Linked DNA regions of Sus scrofa: region 2 is linked to region 1. A link is a contact called in public Hi-C data. All regions are on one chromosome and are shown on one strand. The core of a region is the stretch at or near the end of the contact, and the rest is flanking DNA. Distances in the headings are between cores, read along the strand shown. Region 1 overlaps PDGFRL (platelet-derived growth factor receptor-like protein). Region 2 holds the start of FGL1 (fibrinogen-like protein 1).

What was found. A called contact is a pair of places that touch in the nucleus more often than the background predicts.
Region 2: a Hi-C map of skeletal muscle shows a contact between it and region 1, with 13 times the contacts expected there. The contact joins the promoter of FGL1 here to the enhancer-like site in region 1. A contact is called at or near these places in 21 of 47 Hi-C or Micro-C datasets (alveolar macrophages, brain, embryonic fibroblasts and 12 more) and 2 of 2 datasets of contacts at active chromatin or transcription factors (alveolar macrophages and skeletal muscle).

What each region holds. Positions count from the first base shown.
Region 1 is chr17:5,297,726-5,300,425 of Sscrofa11.1, reverse strand. The region is part of intron 2 of PDGFRL (platelet-derived growth factor receptor-like protein); the gene reads right to left. Among named protein-coding and RNA genes, the nearest start is that of PDGFRL, 20 kb to the right of the region's middle. Within about 2 kb of position 1,400, at least 30 of the 83 cell types and tissues checked have an H3K27ac peak or open chromatin away from gene starts, as enhancers often do. A contact at or near this core is called in fetal skeletal muscle, retroperitoneal adipose tissue, skeletal muscle and 1 more, where this site is marked.
Region 2 is chr17:5,595,104-5,597,803 of Sscrofa11.1, reverse strand. It overlaps FGL1 (fibrinogen-like protein 1), which reads left to right and starts at 1,370. Exons shown (of 8, transcript XM_021077952.1): 1 at 1,370-1,441. PCM1 (pericentriolar material 1 protein) reads right to left here and starts at 805. Exons shown (of 41, transcript XM_021077917.1): 1 at 468-805.

The sequences.
Region 1 (2,700 bases), core at 151-2,650:
AACAAAACAAAACAAAACAAATAATAAAATTTTTGGAGTTCCTTGGTGGCACAGCAGGTTAAGGATCTGGCACTGTCACTGCCGTGGCATGGGCTCCATTCCTGTTCCCGGAATTTCCACATGCTGCAGCCTTGGGCAAAAAACAAACAAAATTTCTTGCAAACCTGGCTGTTTTCTTGTGATTTCCCTCCTTTGGGTACAGTCTTGTGAGTAAAAACAGCTCATCTTTATTGAGATGTCTCAGTGCATGTGCCAATGCTTCACTTGCATGACCTCATTCTATCCTGACAGCTATGGGGCTGTTCCTATTATTTCTCCCTCTCCCACAACTCACGTCCTGAATGGAACAGGCCGTGTTTTTCTGCAACCTGAATGCTGTGGGAACAGCTAGAACACCCGTCCTGCATCCTGTCTCACTCACCAATTCACCTCTTGGGAGACGTTGGCACTTCTGGCGCTGGTGCCATTGGGTCTGGAAAGAGAAAGCTCTACCTTCAGGGCGGGATAAATTATTTATTTTTAACCTGATTGTTTTCTGGGGGTGACATCCATTTGAAGGTCAATATCAGAGTCTGGCTGAAGCATAGACTTTCAATTTCCCACGGCAAATTGGGCCCCAAGGGCACCTCCAGGTAAGTACAAAAACAAAGGGAGGGCACCAAAGATTTTCATGGAACTCAACGTCTTCGTACGTCCGGCTCAGAAAATCAAGTAAAATGAGCTTTGAAGGAAACGGAGTTTGAATTTTAAAAACACCTGTATGACAATACAAATGTCTCACTGCCACTGAACTGCACACTTGAAAATGGTTAAAATGGTAAATTTGGTGGTTACCAAACAAACATCACATTTTGTTTGCTAAACAAAAAATAATAAAATAAAAGTGAAGGAAAAAGAAAAGGGTATCTTCCGCAGTACAACACCAAAGTTAAGACGGACAATGTTTACCAAAGTCTGTGCAGATTCTATCATAAACACTTCTCAACATCTTTCTCTGTTCTTTTAAAAGGTCCCCCGGACCCCCTCCTCTGGGGTTCTGGGAGTCAGGACTGGACTGGCCTGGAGCCCGTTGTCTGCTTCCTCGGCCCACCCTCCCTTTGTGTGTCTGTGGGTGGAGTAAGCCATTGCCAACTGCAGCCAAACGAAAACCCATTTGCCCTCCCTTGTTTTGAGAAGCTATTTATTGTTTTCAGAGGAACCAGCCATCAAAGAGATCTCCTGCGCTCCACCCACTCCTCTGAACTTAACATTTCTTGACTGAAAAATACTAACATCCCACCCGAGGCCCCAGAAACATCCTGAAAGACGATATCTGGACCTGATTTTCCAGGGAGCAGCCCAGGCTTCTTTATGAGCACAGCAGCCAGCTTGTTTTCACGGCTGTGACACTGCCAACTTGCTCGCTTCACTCTCCAGCATCTCCCTCTTCTTACCCGGCACTGATTTATATTTGAGCCACCATCCAGAACACTTATTCTAAGTTACTTCTTATCTTTTTCCTTGGCTCAATCTCGTGCCAAGAATTCCTCTGCTCTAATTTCTGGGAGTATGTTATGATGAGATTGAAGAAACAAAATGTTTCCAGAGAAGAGGAAAATGGATGGTGTTGATCACATGGTGCAAACTGGTGCAAAACATTCTCTCTCTCTCTTTTTTTTTTTTTTTTTTTTTTTGTCTTTTTTAGGGCCACATCTGAGACATATGGAAGTTCCCAGGCTAGAGGTCCAATTGCAGCTGCAGATGCCAGCCTATACCACAGCTACAGCAAGGTGGGATCCAAGCCGTGTCTGCAACTCACGGCAGCTTGGATCCTCTAACCCACTGAGTGAGGCCAGGAATTGAACACTAGTCCTAATGCATCCTAGTCAGGCTCGTTACTGCTGAGCCACAATGGGAACTTCCAGAACATTCTTACATTAATGTTTTTTATATTATCAACAAAATAAAAGCAAAAAATTTAAAAGATACACATTGCAAAGACATGTTAGGTCCAGGGAGAGGTCTGTGGACCCCTGTTTGTGGAAAGTGGGCATGGGGTGCATGGAGAGTGGGTCCACCTGAGACTTGGCAGTGATGCTGCCTTTTCCTAAAGGCAGTGAGGGGTTACAGCCCTCATGCTGTGTGTGTGGCCCTCTGTACTTTCTTAGTGTATCGCAACTGCCCTTGGATTTTTTACTCTGACTTCCTCAGTGTGGCTAACAGGCCCTCCCTCCCTGGTCTGACTGCCCCTCATCTTCCAGCAACCGCTCTCCTTGGTCACCTCCTGTCTCCTCCCCTGACTCAAGCCACCCCACCCCCTCCCACACACCCTCAGTGCTCCAGGGGTGACAGCCACTCCATCTCAGAGGAAGACCCCCATGCTGTTCCTTCCTTCTGGAATGTTCTTACACTCCTCTCCTCCCCACTTTGTTTCCTGGTTAACTCCCAGCTCTCATGTATTAGCTTGAGTTTTCTCCTTCCAGATCCTGTACTCCTTCTAGCAAGGCACTCACACAGCTATACGTTAAATTGGCTTAGCTAATAATCTGTCTTCCCACAAGACTAAAAGCTCTGTGGGAAGAGAGGTTGTGTCCATCTCGGTCACCATCGCATCTCCAGCATCACCCTAGGATGGGAACTTGACTATCATGGGTGAAAAAAATAACTGTTGGAAAAAAGGAATAGAATAATTAAGGGAGGGCAGAGGCGGGAGTATGTGGG
Region 2 (2,700 bases), core at 121-2,620, 300 kb before region 1:
CCGCCCTTCGCCACCCCAAATTCTGGACATCCAGAGCCCCACAGAATGGAATCTAGGGGGAAGAGGGGAGAGCAGAAGCGCAGTGATGAAGGCCCCTGGCTATGAAAAACTAGACTCCCCGCCCCTGGCAATCAAACCGCAGCCCCCTACTCCGTTTCCTCCCCTCGCAACGGACATTCCTGGAACTCCCGAGGCGCAGGGCGGCCTCCTCCGCGGGCAAGAAAGAGAGAGGGGCGGGGAGGCTAGAAGGGAGTTCCGAAAACGCCACTGCGTCTCCAGAAGCGTACCCCGAGATTGCGTCGGTCCGTCCGGAGTAGGGGCGGGCTGCCTGCCCAGCAGACTGGAAGCAAGAGGACCCAGGAGCCCAGACCCAGGCCCTCCAGGGTCAAGCGTGTCAGGGCCGTCGCTCTCCCGCCCAGAGCCGCGCTACCCTCGGTTGCCAAGGGCTGAGGACGCGCAGGCATTACCTGTAAACGAAGCACAAGCTCCTGCCAAGAGCGGAGGAGCGGTCGCTCCCACGCCCCGCCACCGGCAGCGGTCTTCCCTTCGAGTCCGAGCCAGGGAGAGTCCCCAAGTTCCCTGGCTGCTCAGGGCCCAATGGCCGCCTCTTCTACTTCAGCTACTCGGCGCCAACCGCCGCAGCCACCGCCATCTTAGGATCTCATTGTGGTGGGAGAAGAGGGGCGGGGGGACTGCAGAGGGGCAACGGGAGGGGAGACATGCGCCGTCTCCGCGGCAACGGCCGCGCGGGGGCGAAACTCGCCCGGGCGGGAGCTACAGTGTGATCCACGCTCTAGACTGGAGTCATGTGATCCGCTGGAGTCTATGGTGTCACCTCTGGCAGCGGTGCCTATTGCACAAACGAGCCACTGGAGACTACATATCCCAGAATGCCAGGTCAACCTGAGGTTATACGCGCCCGCTCAGCCGCCCGAAAGAAATGACTACAAGTCCCAACATGCTGTGCGCTTCGGGCGCCGATCGCCCTGCCAGGGGCTGGAGGCCCTGACGGAAGTGGGTTGACTTCCGCCTCAGGCAGCTGGGAAATGCGCGGAGGCGCGTAGTGGTTTCCGTGGGGCTTCCAGCTCCGGGTTGTGCTTGCTGGAAAGGAAAGACTAAAGACTAAAGCTGGGCATCGCTCTCCTGTTCCCTGTCCACCAAGAGCTTCCTCACAGGAAGGTTGAAAACAAAAGCGCCCGTGCAATCTGGTCCTAAGTTTACACGTGAGGAAAATCCCATGAGTTAATTGGAGGAACATCATACAGCTGGTCAAGGATAGAGTCACACATGTTAATAATTAACACCGCCTTGGATTAATGCCCTACTTTTTCCTTTGAAGAACCAGCTGACCTTCATCAAAATTTAGTATCCAGAAGTTTTCTCTAAGACTATGGTCTTTGAATTCTTTTTTTATTCTTCTCTCAGCAGCGACACTTTTAAGGTTAGTTTATTTACACATTCTCCCTTAAAATGCTAGGGAATGCAAATTTGTTCGCGGGAAGCATAGTGAAGTCAAACAGAGAAATCATTTTGGAGCAGAGAAAAGTTAATTTTAGGGCCATGCAAAGAGAAGGGTGGCTCGTGCTGCTAAAACATGGAACTCTGTAAAGAGTTTTGGCAAAGCATTTTTAAAAGCCAGGTAAGGGAAGGGAGTTGCAGGGTGTGTGTTCAGCTCCTGCACAGCTCTCTGGTTGAAGGTGAAGTAACAGCGTGGTGTCTTCCGGGTTGACATCAATCCTTAGGCTCCAGGAGGCTAGAGGGCCATGGGCTCATTGTCATCAAGTAGTTAACATCGTGCGTTTTGTGGGAGGTTTTCACATCTGTAAAACAACTCTGAAAATGTGCATCAGATACTGTTATCTAGGTACTTCAGAGAGGAGCTAAAGCAGAGGATATGGGGGGAAAGACGTGCCCCCAAGGCCCCACAGGGTCCTACTTCATTACAAACCCCAAAAATATGGTCAAGTGACAACGCCTGTGTGGCTATCTGAAAATTTTGAAATGCTAGTCAATTTTTCTTGCATGCAAGGACATTGTTTTTTTAAGACCGTTTGTAATTGTGGGATAATTTTGTTTTACGCAAAATAAGAATAGGAAGAATGAAGAATGGCATCTGGGTTCCAACAGCAAATTGTTCTGTTACCAATAGAAATTTTTTCACAAAAGCAGTTAATAGAACTGCATCTCAGTACATAATTCAGATAAAACCCTTCCTGCTGCTGTAATTTGCAGCTGAATCCAGGTTCCATTCCAGTACAGTGATCTTTGACACTGTTTATTTGTCATACTTTTTTTTGGCCAGAGTGTGTAGTGGCTTGACATGGGATCTCAGTTCCCAGACCAAGGACTGAATCCATGCCATAGTGGTGAAAGCACTAAGTCCTAACCACTAGACTACTAGGGAACTCCCTGAGGTACATTTTAAAATACTTTCTGTATGTCTAATAGTGCTAATTACTTAGGTAACAAAAGCATAGTCCATGCCCTTTAAAAGCAAATATTTTAGTGAATGATGAAGAAATAGGATATGATATAAATCAATTCTGTTTTGTAAGAAAACTCAGAGCACAGAGCAGCTAATGGATTGTATTTACTGTAGTCCACCGTGCCTTAGGCCTCATTGTAATTCCACCGTGCTCTAAGATCTTGGATAAGTTACTTAACCTTTCTGAGCTTCAATTTGCCTCATCTATGAAATGA